2 separate regions of the Mus musculus genome follow, and region 2 is linked to region 1. The links are chromatin contacts, called in public HiChIP or PLAC-seq maps. All regions are on one chromosome and are shown on one strand. Each heading gives the region's core, a stretch centred on a gene start, on an enhancer-like site or on the middle of the called end of the contact. The rest is flanking DNA. Distances are from core to core; before and after follow the strand shown.

Evidence for each region. HiChIP or PLAC-seq counts read pairs in DNA pulled down with a chosen protein or histone mark.
Region 2: a contact with region 1 is called in an H3K27ac HiChIP or PLAC-seq map of embryonic stem cells, with 5 read pairs. The contact joins the promoter of Proca1 here to the enhancer-like site in region 1. A contact is called at or near these places in 6 of 484 Hi-C or Micro-C datasets (the AML12 cell line, bone marrow-derived dendritic cells, stem cell-derived neurons and 3 more), 4 of 115 datasets of contacts at active chromatin or transcription factors (embryonic stem cells and microglia) and 3 of 9 other capture datasets (adipose tissue, liver and pancreatic islet).

The regions. Positions count from the first base shown.
Region 1 is chr11:78,145,264-78,152,086 of GRCm38.p6, forward strand. The region is part of intron 2 of Fam222b (family with sequence similarity 222, member B); the gene reads left to right. It also overlaps the pseudogene Gm12571. Among named protein-coding and RNA genes, the nearest start is that of Traf4, 17 kb to the right of the region's middle. Within about 2 kb of position 1,563, at least 36 of the 459 cell types and tissues checked have an H3K27ac peak or open chromatin away from gene starts, as enhancers often do. A contact at or near this core is called in embryonic stem cells, where this site is marked.
Region 2 is chr11:78,189,908-78,197,042 of GRCm38.p6, forward strand. Proca1 (protein interacting with cyclin A1) reads left to right here and starts at 4,795. Exons shown (of 4, transcript NM_001368876.1): 1 at 4,795-5,047. The coding sequence starts at 4,966. Rab34 (RAB34, member RAS oncogene family) reads left to right here. Exons shown (of 10, transcript NM_033475.3): 3 at 223-288; 4 at 382-483; 5 at 571-635; 6 at 778-829; 7 at 1,301-1,382; 8 at 1,458-1,548; 9 at 1,668-1,775; 10 at 1,867-2,286. The coding sequence ends at 1,934.

The sequences.
Region 1 (6,823 bases), core at 313-2,812:
AGCATTTGATGTGCCCTCCTCTGGCACTAAGCACAAAATGGCACACAGACATACATGCAAGGCAAAATGCCCACACACATAAAAGTATTTTTTAAAAACTCAACAACAGCAAACAACCATTTAACTTCACTTTCTTGTAGGAGCAGAAAACTCACCTTCACTAGTTAGGACTTTGTCTACTGAAGGTGACACGTTCCTTGTCATGGTTGTCTGACTCTGTAAGCAGGCCCTGCTGGACTGGCTTTGTCAAAGCCGCTTTTTCTCTGTCCTATTCCCCCTGTCTCTTTGTGATGGAAGTCCAGCCTGAGGCTTCAAAAACACTCAAAACAGCAGTCAGGTGCTCAGCTACACCCCAGCCTCATTTGTCAGAGCAGTGAATGGGCAGTAACGTTGTTTAAGTTCTGTAAGCATCCCACCGTTCTTGGCTGTGCCCTAGTCCTGGCTTCCGTGAACACACTTGTAGGCATACCATCCAATGACTCCAAGGAACGAGCTGCCCAGTGTGGGGGTGCATACCTGTAACCCCAGTGCTTGACAGGCTGGTGCAGGAGAATTTTTAGTTTAAGACCATCCTGAGCTACAGTCCAAGACTCTGTCTCAAAACCAAAACAAACCCTGGACATCTTGGCTTGGATTGGCTCTGTAGCTGCAGAGGGACATACTTGCTTAGGTGGATGTCCTCTTAGAATGTGCCATGGGGTCCCTTGCTTTGAGAATCTTCAGCTATTTAAGAACTCTGCTTATAAATTTGATTTTCTCCTGGCCTATCTTTTTACCAGGAAATGTGATTTTGATTTTTTTTCTCTCTTAGCCCCAGATCCCTGCTCACTTTCCTAGCTCAGCATCACAGGTAAAGTGGTGGCTCGTCAAAACAGTCACTGTGTGATGCCTGAGATAACCACAGGTTCTCTTTGTTGTGTTGGTTTGTTCTGTGGATGGGGGAAGGGGTTGGTTTGTTTGAGACAGACTGTCCTTGACCTCTAGATTCAGCTCTGAGAGTTGGATTACAAGTGTACATCACCATACCCAGCTAGCATGCTCCTTTTCTCTTCATTTGCTGGGTGCTGGTGTTCTGCCTGCGTGGCTATGTATCGAGGCCAGAAGGGGGCATCGGCTCCCCTGGAACTGAGTGACATGGTATCGCTAATGCTCACTGTGTGTTAGGTACTATATTACATTTTTATATGCACTATATTTGTTTGATTTAGCTTGTTGAATTTGAGCATAATTATGTCGCCCAAGATGGTCTTAAACTCTTGGGCTGCAGTGATCCTTCTTGCTAGCCTCCCAGGTCAGGTGACTGCAGGCGTGTGCCTCTGCAGCCTGCGGGTGTTGGCGCTGTGAGCTCCCAGGATCTCAGTTAGGTTTGCAAGCTTGCCCGCACAGTACGACCCTCACCTGCCAGGCCTCACTGTCACTCTTCAGTAACTCTCCATGGAAGACTCTGGCCTTTATTTATTTTTTGCTTTAATTTTCAGAGACAGCCTGTCACTCTTACAATGCTCCTACCTCAGCTGCTAGAGCGCAGAGTACAGTGTGAGTCACATATCCCATTCCTTGTTTCTTCTACACACAAGGCTTGTATACGTCACATGACTAGCCATTGCTGGGCCAGAACTCATTGGTCAGACTCCCAACCCTTCTCCCTGTAGATTCCAAGTTTCCATCACATCTCAAAACAAAAGGATAACCAGTGCAACCTCTGGAGGAAGCTGGATTTAGGAACCCCACCCACCCCTAGTTCCCTGAGTAGACAACACTGCTTTCTGTCCCACCCTGCGCTCCAGCTTAAGGTCAGGGGTCTAACATTTGCTGCTCCCATGATCAGTTTCTTTGTTCTGACTGGGCAGACTCTGCCAAACCTGCTTTTCCTGAAATAACCATAAACAGCTGTGATTCATGTTCATACCACATTTTTCCTGTTTGAGCCTCTTAATACCAGTAATTTTATAACATTAAAGCAGGTTTCATTTCTGTTGACAAGTGAGGAATCACAGAGTGTTCACTTGTTAAATGATGGCGCCAGAGTTTGACCCTAGATACAGCCCTTTTCTCTAGCCACAGATTCTCAGTTCCCTACACTGCCATGTCCATATGAAACCCATACTAGCTATTTAAGTAAGTTTTTCTTTTTCAGACAAAACTGAAAGATCTACTGTCTGTGGTTAGAGGAATTTGTTAGGCAAGTAAGGTGCCAATGCGCCTGCATGTTGGGAGAGTTGCCATAAGAATACATAACCAGCTGGGTGTGGTGGCACACGCCTTTAATCCCAGCACTCAGGAGGCAGAGGCAGTCGGATTTCTGAGTTCGAGGCCATCCTGGTCTACAGAGTGAGTTCCAGGACAGCCAGGGCTATACAGAGAAACCCTGTCTCGAAAAATCAAAAACAAACAAACAAACAAACATCACCAATAGCTGGGCATGATGGCACACACCTAAATCCTAATACTTGTTGCTAAAACCAGAAGATGATGAATAAGCCTATGCAGAACTCCATAGTGAGATCCTATCTCCAAAAATCAAATCGGAAGCTGAACATAGTAGCATGCTTCTGAAATCTAAGCCATGGCAAAAGTCAGATGTTCAAGACCAGCCTGGTGTGCATTGTGGGACCCTGTTTCAAAATATCAAATATAAATTTGATCATGGGGACACAGGCAGTACAGGCGGAAGCATCAGGATTTCAGAGTTGGCATGAGGTCCACGAGACCCAGAGAAAGAGGGAAAAGAAGAAAAATAGATGTTAACCGGGGGCTTCCCCTGCCCCAAGGGCCAAGCTTTATCTAGTATAGGGAGCGAGTGGTGTCGTATCCTAGAGTAAGGGCACCTTTGTTCAGTGTGCCACTCTCGGGGATCCCCTCAGCAGATGCTCCCAGTCCACACCCCACACCCCCCACACACATTCATTCTTCTAATTCAGCTGTTCTTTTCGCTGTCGGCATCAGTGGAAGCGTACTTCAACCCATCTTGCCACACTAGGGGAAAACCTAAGGGCTGATACTCACTTTAAACTTAGACCTTTTATTCAACAAGCCACTTCCTATTCCAGGTCTTCCTCTTGGGTTTCAAGTAAAGATGGCTACTCGACACGGAGAGGAGATTAGACAGAGAAGAACTCAGAAGCAGATCTGATTTAGTTCCTATGTGAACTAAATAAAACCCAGCACTTTCAACTTCTGTTGCTCAGCTGAGTCCGTTGTTCCTTTGGACAGTCCTGCACTAAGCCCTTGTCAGATGTGCAGTGTGTCTTACAGGACAGGCACTGTGCTAGGGTATCAGCAACAGTGCACTGCTGCTGTGGTAGCCTGATGGGGACTTAGGCCACCACAGGATGCTTTCTTTGTCTTGGGTTTTTTAAGATTGGATCTTCCTCTGTAGCCCAGGCTGGCCTGGGACTCAAGGCTGCCCTTCTGCTTCTGCCTCCCGACTGGTGTTATAGATATGAAGTACCACAGCTCAGCCAGTTTGAACCTGGGGCTCACTGTCTGTCTGTCTCTCTCTCTCCCTTTCTTTTCTTTCCTCCCTCCCTCCCTTCCTCCCTTCCTTCCTTCTATCTTCTTGCTTTGTTGGGTTGTTTTGTTTTGTTTTTTCAAGACAGAGTTTCTCTGTGGAGACCAGGCTGGCCTTGAACTTAGGGAATCTCTTGCTTCTGCCTCCTAAGTGCTACATTTATTATTATTATTATTATTATTATTATTATTAATTATTATTATTTTACTATGCTGCAAAGCAACAGAAAAGAATTTCTTTTTTTGTGTGTGTGAAAAACTTAAGAGTCAATCTGTAATGCAATACCTCTATCTTATTCCAATGTCAATTAAACAAACAAACAAACTCCCACCAGCCACCATGAAAACAGGCCAACTAAGATGGTAAGAGAACCAAAACCACTTCATCTGTCCATCTCTGAAGAGCAGTGCCTCCTGGTGTCTCACATCCACCTCTTCTGTGTACTTATGTACAGCACATTGTTTCCACGGATGAACGCATCTCCGTACTTATTCTTCAGCTGTCCATTTACATACTCCTCTGTCTGTTCCAGGGCTATATTCATGTAGCCATCCAGGCAGGCCAAGACCCCTCGATAATCCACGCCAGAATTTAATTTCACCACAACTGGCCGTCCGATGATCTGCTTTAAGAAGTCGCTAGGGGGTTGCTTCCGCAGGCTCATGTTTAACAACCCTTGCAGCCAGTTCCAGAATGCTCACAGGCTGGGCCTCCGCGGACGCGCGTGCCCAAAAAGAATTTCAGGAATAGTTAGTATGAGGCAGTGTTAGAGGTTAATAAGGTAGGTTTTACGAACTAAGAGGATAGCTCATTTGCCACCAGGAAGACCTGGATTTGGCTCCCCAGTACCCAAGGAAAGCCAAGCTCCGCTGTGCTTACAAAAATCTGGGAGGCTTACTAGCTGGCTAGTCTTTTGGAGTTAACGAGCTACAAACTCTGTCTCAATTATGGTAGTAAGGATTGGATCTGTAGGGGAAGGCATGAATTTGATCAAAATAGTTATACAAAATTCTCAAAGTACTGATTTTTTTTTTTTTTTAAGAATGAGGGAGAATGAAATAGAGGAGTGATTGTTGAAGGTAGCTGGTGTCATTTGGCCTCCACAGGTAAACACACGGGAAACACACAGACACACACAAACACACGCACTCTCGAAGATGCACATGTACATACATGCATGCATGCACACACACAGGTTTCAGTTGATCCATTCATTTAGTGTCATAGCCAAGTGGCAATGGAACATGCCTTTATTCCAAGCACTCAAGGATAGGTGGATCTCTGTTTGAGGCCAACCTGGTCTATAGATTGAGTTTGGGCTACACAGAGAAACCCTGTCTCAGAAGAAAAAACGAAAAATAGAGTGTCACGTATCCCAGGCTAGCCTTTAGCTCTCTTTGAGGTTGAGGGTGACCTTAAATTTCTGATTCTTCTTGCTCCTATCTTCCAAGTTCTGGGATCATAGGTATACAAGATCATGCCCGGTTAATGCATTTTGGGGGATCCAAACCAGAACCTTACTAACCAAGTGTAGCCCTAGACCCATGAAGGCTTTAAATTAGATATAAATATGAACGTTAAGAGACCAGGAGAGAGACATACATGAGCCAGAAACACAGTGAGTGTGGGCTTGGTGGGAGCTGAGCACAGTGGCTTGCACCTGGGATTCTAACACTGACATGGCTGAGTCAGGAGGGTCTCTGCCATTTCAGGGACAGCCCTGTTGTCTGATGAAGTCTGGATTCCAAAAGCATAACGGGAGTGGGGCACTGCTGACCTGGCTGAGTAGGTAAGGTGCCTGCTATGCAAGCTTAGCTACCTGGGTTCAACTCCCAGACCCCACATAGAGGTGGCAGGAGAGAACCAGTTGCACAGAATTGTGCTCTGACATCCCTCCATATCATTCACATACAGTTATACACACAAGAGAAACAAGAATCAGTAATTAAAACAAGAGGGAGAAAAGTCTGTGTTAGTTGTTGGTATTTTTGTTTGCTTGCTTGCTTGCTTGCTTTTTTTTTGGTTTTTCGAGACAGGGTTTCTCTGTGTAGCTGTGTCTGTGTCTGTCCTGAAACTCATGCTGTAGACCAGGCTGGCCTCGAACTCAGAAATCCGCCTGCCTCTGCCTCTCAAGTGCTGGGATTAAAGGCCTGCACCACCACCTGTATTTAGTCCTGGAACTTTCTACAGAGCATGCCGGCCCAGAACTCCGCCTGCTCTGTAAGTTTTGATGAGGTAGAATAGAATGGTAGAAAATGTGCCTAGAAATGGGAAGGAAGGAAAGAGGCTGTCTACCCAGGAACCTGTTCTATCTGTCCTGACTCCACCAGTGAGGCAACATACATTTCCCTAGACACAGGTTTCACTCTCCCAGATGTAAAAAGTACTCAAAAATCTACCTTACATCTTCATTTACAAAATGAAATTCTTAAAAAACAAAACAAAACAAAAACCCCAACTTATGTATCTTAGTGGAGCTAGGGAGAAAGATCAGCAGTGAAGAGCAGTGGCTGCTCTGCCAGAGGACCTGGATTCAATTTCCAACACACTGGTGCCTCACAGTAGTCCATCCTCCAGTTCCAGGGAGTTCAGCGCCCTCTTCTGGCCTCCAGAGGCACTTACAGACATGGTAGCATAAAACATATTTTAATTTTTTTTAATGTATAAGACCAGTCCCTATGTAGTACTGGCTGGCAACTTTCTCTGTAGACCAGGCTGGCCTTGAACTTGAAGTGATCCACCTGCCTCTGCACCCTGAATGATAGGATTAAAAGCATGTACCACTACTGGCCAAAATGATATTAAAAGAATTTTTTACATTTAGACCTAAAACAAAAATTTTCAGTCTTTAAACCTTGTAATGAATTATACACTCTAAATAATGTGACTTAGGATGGTGTCTATGCCCGTTGTAAATATGCTTTGAGGGCTGGAGAGATGGCTCAGCAGTTAAGAACACCGACTGCTCTTCCAAAGGTCCTGAGTTCAAATCCCAGCAACCACATGGTGGCTCACAACCGTCTGTAATGAGATCTGATGCCCTCTTCTGGAATGTCTGAAGACAGCTACAGTATACTTACATATAATAAATAAATAAATAAATCTTTCTTTTTTTTTTTTAATAGATTTTTTTTTCAGGATACTCACTTTTCCTGAAATTCTCTTCCATGATGAAACCAGGAATCCTGGGTTTGCCTCAGTAAAGGTCTGTCTGAAGACAGGGACTTCTGCAGGCCACTGTTAGTGATGTCACAAGGCCCTGCCTCTTTCCCTGCTGCTGCTGACATTAACCAGAGCCAAAGAAATCATTTG
Region 2 (7,135 bases), core at 3,545-6,044, 48 kb after region 1:
CTATTCTAACATGTGCAGAGCCCTCCTAGGCTACCCCCAGCACTACACGACTTCCTCCCCCATCACTCCAGAAAAACAGGTCTGAAAGTCCCTAATGTTGAACACTGCTCCACAGCACATCTGTGCAGGACTTTCTGGGCTTCCAGGGAGACCTGCCTATCTATGGTAATGTACCTTAGTTGATATGGATTTTCTCTGTCCATCCACTCTTCTGTCCAACAGATTTAAGATATCCAAGGTCATCGTTGTGGGAGACCTATCTGTGGGGAAGACCTGTCTCATTAATAGGTAACAGGGTACTGGAGCTTGGCCGGGCAAAGACTCAGCTGGATCCAGTTTAACAGGGTAGGCGGGGCTACAGGCTACTTGGTGTCTCCTTAGGTTCTGCAAAGACACCTTCGATAAGAATTACAAGGCTACCATCGGAGTGGATTTTGAGATGGAACGATTTGAAGTCTTGGGTGTCCCCTTCAGTCTCCAACTGTGAGTGTCTCTTCCACTCCTTCCAGATAGCCTTGTCATCCCATTTTGCACACCCTATTATCTGGGTTCTGCTCTCCTTTCTTCCAGTTGGGACACGGCTGGTCAGGAAAGGTTCAAGTGCATTGCTTCCACCTACTACCGTGGAGCTCAAGGTAGGGATTTGGCTCTGGAATGCAGGAAGTCTAAGAGCACATCAGTCAGTGTTCTGAGGAGAGGTGATGGACAGGGAAAAGGCAAAGACATCCATCCATTCATCTTCCTGTCAGTCTGCAGCTGTTTCTGTCACTCTTTCAGCCATCATCATTGTCTTCAACCTGAATGACGTGGCATCCCTGGAACACACCAAGTATGTGAGGATGCCAGAACAGGATGGGAAAGTCCAGGGAGGTTTTAGAAAAGGGGATCAAAGCCAGGCATGGTGGTGCACGCCTTTAATCCCAGCACTCAGGAAGCAGAGGCAGGCGGATTTCTGAGTTTGAGGCCAGCCTGGTCTACAGAGTGAGTTCCAGGACAGCCAGGGCTATACAGAGAAACCCTGTCTCGAAAAACCAAAAAAAAAAAAAAAAAAAAGAAAGAAAGAAAGAAAGAAGTTGGGATCAATTGGGAAAAGAGAATGTATCTAAGTGCTGTCTCTAGCTCAGCGGTAGGGACTTGCCAACAATGCATAGAAATCTGGGATGGGTCCTTTGGAGTAACAGAGGTGGGGGCTGGGGTGGAGAGAAAAGCCAGAGCTCGTAACTGGACATGGGAAAGTGGATGGACGGGGCCTGCCAGGCTCACTCAGTCTTTAATGCTATCCACCATCCGTCTGTGGCAGGCAGTGGCTCACTGATGCCCTCAAGGAGAACGACCCTTCCAACGTGCTCCTCTTCCTTGTGGGTTCCAAGAAGGACCTGAGTGTGAGTGTGCCAGTGGAGGACCTTCCCACCTTGGTGAGGGGACCCACCCCCGGTCTGACTCTGATTTTCCCACAGACTCCTGCTCAGTATTCCCTAATGGAGAAGGATGCCCTCAAGGTGGCCCAAGAGATTAAGGCCGAGTACTGGGCGGTGTCCTCCCTCACTGGTGAGTTGGGGCTCCAGCCTTCTGCTGTGCATACCTGCCTACCTCTCCTCTCCCTCCTGCATCTAAGCCTGGTCCAGTGTTCTATAGTGTTCCCCTGAGGTTTCTGCTCCTCATGTCAGGTGAGAATGTCCGGGAATTCTTCTTCCGTGTGGCAGCACTAACCTTTGAGGCCAATGTCCTGGCGGAGCTGGAGAAATCCGGGGCTCGGCACATTGCAGATGTTGTTCGTAAGTTAACCACCTGGTTAACAGTGGCAGAGAGCGGAGGTGGGGTGGTTACCTTCAATCCATGGTTCATATATTTCCCATCCCTTTTCAGGCATCAACAGCGATGACAAAAACCTGTACCTAACTGCCAGCAAGAAAAAGGCCACATGTTGTCCCTGAGCAGTGAGGACTGTCCAGAGACTTCCCATTTCCGGGGTACCGTGCTACCTGCAACTGCTCCAGAACTCAACCCCTGGACATTTGCACTGACTTTTTCCAGACCAAAGAGCTATCCATTGATGTCAGTGCCCCCCAGAAGGTGACAGGGACCATGCTAGTCATTTGCTGCCCCCAGGCACCATGCCAAAGACTGGATGACCCTCTGTTCCTCTGGGGCTCTCCAGGGTGCCTGGTGAGGGGCAGTGTTCTTGCTGCTTTTGCTCAGCCTGCTGGGCCTTTCATGTATAAAAATGCTTAATGATTTTAGCCTTACACTGTGCCTTATGCATTAAAGTCCATTATTAGCATTTTCTTTCTTTCTTTAAAGATTTATTTATTTTATGTATATGAGTACACTGTAGCTATCTTTAGACACACCAGAAGAGGGCATCAGATCCCATTACAGATGGTTGTGAGCCACCATGTGGTTGCTGGGAATTGAACTCAGGACCTTTGGAAGAGTAATCAGTGCTCTTAACCGCTGAGCCATCTCTCCAGCCCCGTTATTAGCATTTTCTAGGCTGGAGTCCTTACTAGAGATAATAGGTGTAGTGGGGGCATGTAGCGATTTGGGGATTGGAGCCCCTATGGGGATTCTGTTCATTCCTGGCTCCTAAAACAGGGCTCACACTGGCTGACGTCTCAGAGATCAGGTTTTGGAGACTAACTATATCTTCTAGATTCTCTGGGTTAAAATCTGAGTAACTACCCTTTCCTTGCTGTTTTCTTTCCTCTCTGTCTCCCTCTCCCTTTCTTCTTGAGGTAGGGTCTCTTGTAGGCCAGCCTGACCTCAAAATTACCATGTACCTAAGTATTGTGTGACTGTGTCCCTAGAGAGACAATCTATTTGTCCCAGATAGAGAACTGATGGTAGACTAAAGGATACATATCTAAGTCCAACTTGGAGAAGCAATGAGTTTAATTGGGTTACTTACAGGGATATGGGTGAGGGGCTGCGTACAGAAGCAGAAATGACTCAAAGACGGCTGCATCACCGAAAGCCACTCCAGTATGAGTGACAGTTTATGAAAGCTGGAAATGAGGAGCACACTGCACAGCCTGCGGACAACTGGGCAGATCAGAGGGGCTTCCAGCCAGCTCAGCTTGTCTGAGAGTGTCTCTCAAGCAGTCCTGACTGCTTAAATATGCTTGGGGGAGAAGGGGTCTAGTACACCTGCTCAGTTTCAGGGATTTCCTGAAGCCTTTGAGTTGTTTACTTCCTGAGCTTAAGGAACTTTCCTGAAGGGGAGAATGTTTGATCTCCCTGCAGAACCGGCTGTGTGACCTTTCTATCATGAAACACTCAGAATTCTGAATAGGACTTTGGGTTATGATCCTCCCCAGAAATCCTTCACTGCACTTTCTGTACTACAGGAGCCAGGCCACTGGTACAGACACTTCTGGCTCAGTCCCAAGTCCTGTAACCAACACATATGACATCATTAACAACAGGGTCTTACCATTCAGTTTTGGAATGTTGCTGACAGCAGTGGTAAATAGCCCTATTGTTCTAGAGGCTTCCCTGACCAGCAACTCTAAGGAAGTAATCCACCCTTACTACTAGGGGGTTATATTTATTTATTTTTGAAACAGGGTTTCATGGTCAGCCCCAGGTGACCTGAAACTCAGAGATCTGCCTGCCTCTGCCTCCCAACAAAGGCACACAGGCCCATGCCACCACATCCGGCTTTCTCCCCTACCCCCCCCCCTCTTTTTTTTTTTTGAGTCCTGATCTTGGCTCTCCTGGAGCTCACGATGAAAATCAAGCTGGCCTCGAACTCAGAGATCTACCTGCAAGTGTGTGGATTAAAGGCAAACATCACCATGGCCAGCCTATCCTCTGCTTTTTGAGGTACACCTATTCTGGCTTTGGAAGCTGATTGGAGGTAAACTGAGAGATGTGACGTGAGGGATATCTGTGAAGCAGCTCTCATTCATTCACATCGTCTTGTACAGAGTTGGTTAACCCAGTGTGCATGTGAGAAGTCACCTCAATACTCAGTTCTCCCAGGGGCCTGCCCGAATGTGTAGTCCCATGAGGTGCATGTATAGGACAGTTGCACATATACTTTTTTGTTTTGTTTTGTTTTTGTTTTTCGAGACTGGGTTTCTCTGTGTAGCCCTGGCTGTCCTGGAACTCTCTCTGTAGACCAGGCTGGCCTCGAACTCAGAAATCAGCCTGCCTCTGCCTCCCGAGTTGCTGGGATTAAAGGCGTGCGCCACCACCACCCCGCACACATGTACTTCTTATGTTAGATCTGTGTAGACTTTTGGCGTCATCGTGTGTGATATACGAGTGAAGTGTGGACGCTGTGTTTGAGCAACGTGAAGGTTTCCTACTGGGATGGAGTTACCACGAATGTAAGTCACCTTACTTTCTCAACAGGAAAATAGGGCACTGTGGGGCCTAGGGATTGGGAGGAAATCTGAAGGGTAGATCTGAGGGGGATGGGTCTGGCGATCCGGGGTTAGGGGGCTTTAGGGTGTACTATACACAGTGGAGGAGGGACTTGTCACCAAGGAGACGCAAAGCCAGGATACCTGCAAGGACATACGTTCATGAAGATTGGTCCCTGGCTAACCTCCAGAAGGCGTGGCGGTCCTGGTGCTAGAGCTTGAATTTGGAAGGGGCGGGGCCAGCAACTGTTGTGGGCGGGGCTCTGGGCTAGAGTTTTCTAGAAGCAGGGACCAGCAAGGTGCTAAGTATGGGACTGAGTGCTGGGTCTGTAAGGTAAAGGTAAAAGCCCGTACTGGCGTTAAGGGTGTGACGAAGGGACTGGAAGGAGCTGGAGATCCCGGATGAAGAACCCGACTGACGCTTAGACCCGGGCTGGAAGACCTGAGGGGGGGAGGCGGGCGGGGGGTTGGGCAAGCATGAGGCGGAGCTAGGGGCTGGACTGGAGCTTACAGCTGGGCCGAGGGCTCGACCAAGCTGAGGTTCAACGTTGAACTCTGCGAGGTAGGGTCCTGTGGAAGAACTGGGCTGACAGCGATGTGGGTCAGGACGACAATAACGGTTAAAAGATGGACTGAGGAAAGGTCTGGCCGCAAAATTGAGAGAACCGAGAGAACTGGTAAGGGGCGGGGCAGAAGGATGGGGGCGTGGCTGGGCGTGGCTCTGGAAGTTTGCTTGACTTGGCTTCCTCCCGACCCAGGCTCAGCTCTTGAGCATTAGGCTGCAACCTCTGGCCTGGGCTACCGCCCCAAAGGCGCTAGGGTTCGGTAGAACCCTTGGCCCAATGCTCATCTGGGCTCCAGGGCTGGGCGGCCAGTTCCATTGACCTTGAGGGTGGGAAAGCGTCTGAGTATTCCACAAGTGACATCATAATCACCTCCAAGTGCCTAGCTAGGAGACATTTCCCAGAACAGGGCTCACTGGCCTCTCTTGCACTCTCCTCTCTCTCTCTCTCTCTCTCTCTCTCTCTCTCTCGCTCTCGCTCTCTCGCTCTCTCGCTCGCTCTCTTTCTCTCTCTCTCTCTCTCTCTCGCTCTCTCGCTCTCTCGCTCTCTCGCTCTCTCGCTCGCTCTCTCGCGCTCTCTCGCTCTCGCTCTCTCTTCCTTTTTCTTTCTTTCTTCCCTCCACACACCTTTTGTTTTGTTTTGTTTTGTTTTTTCGTTTTTTTTCGGGACATGGTTTCTCTGTATAGTCTTGGCTGTCCTGGAACTCACTCTGTAGACCAGGCTGGCCTTGAACTCAGAAATCCCCCCTGCCTCTGCCTCCCAAGTGCTGGGACTAAAGGCATGCGCCACCACTGACCGGCTTTTTTTTTTTTTTTTTTGTCCCTCCACACACATTCTTTTGGCTGCTCTAGTGCCTGTCCTCTGGGCCTCAAAGGAAGGGAGGGGTTTTGCAGGATAAGGAGGATCCTCTACAAATAAATGTGCATTTTGAGTTAGGTCCCTGCTACCTGTCCCAACGAAGAGACCACATGCTTTTCTCTTCCTTTCAAGCTATTACCATCTTCATTCTGCCACAGGAGCTCTGGACCGACTGCCTTGATCACCGCTCCCCTCTGTCCTCTTTGGACAAAGAGGCAGACTATCTCTCCAAATCCCACTTCTCGTTGATCCTTCCTGTTTTCCCTCCCAAACAGCTGATGTTGTCAACATCTATTAGGAGTATTAGTGGAAGGCAAACAGGCTTCAGCCTTGCATAAAGCCTGCTAGAGTGACAGGAGGAAAGGAGTCCAGTGCAGTTTGAGCCTGGCCTAGGCACAGGCCTTTACTGGAATAGCTTTAGGATTTGAGCGCCACAGGGGAGGCCCTGCATCAAGATCAAAGAAAGGAAATCAGAAGTGAGGAATCCGCAAGGTGGGGATTAAAAGCAAATGTTTTGGGGGTGACAACTGGATAAGGCAGGAGCTGAATCTAGTTTCAGGGCTTGGCCTTGGAGCTGTGGCATAGGGTACTTAGCTTAGGATATGTGTCTCCTTAGCCAGCAAGGCACACTGGCTTGGGAGCCAAGAAGACCAGCTTTTCTGCCTCTGCTGTCACCTTTCATCCTGAGCAAATTACTTAGTCACTCTGGGTCAGGGTCCCTCAATAAACAATTTAGAATCAAAGTCATACTTTAAAAGCCCACCGTAGGGTCCAGCATTGTGAAAGTGTATATCCTGGGAGATTATCTCCCCCATTACAGCTCACAGGAGTGCTAGGAGCTGGGCTTCCAGCTTACATGTAAGAGTGCTTGCTTAGCGTGTGTGAGGCCCTGGAGCTGACTCCTAGACACTTCCTCCAAAACAGCCCCAGTCAAAATAAATAAAGTAAGCAGAATGGCTCATGTCAGTCATTCCTGTACTTGGGAGGCTAAGGCAGGATTTACCATAAATTCAAGGCCAGCCTTGGGCTATATGAGGAATTCTAGGCCAGCCTATGGCTTTGTGAGATAGTCTCGAAAATAAATATATAAAAAGATAAAACACAGTACCCAGGTTTGAACCTGGCATTTATGTATTTCCAAGGGACATTGAATGTATACACTCAGTCAACCAACAATGACTGAGCAAGTTCCATGGCTCTGAGCATATAAGTAAATGCAGGAATGTCACAGTTCTAGAACTATGGCAGCAGGTCCATAGGCACATACAACACACAATTCCACTTGGACAGTACTGGGGTTAGTCTGCTGCAAGGCCTTGCTGTGTAGCCCAAGCTAGCCCTGTG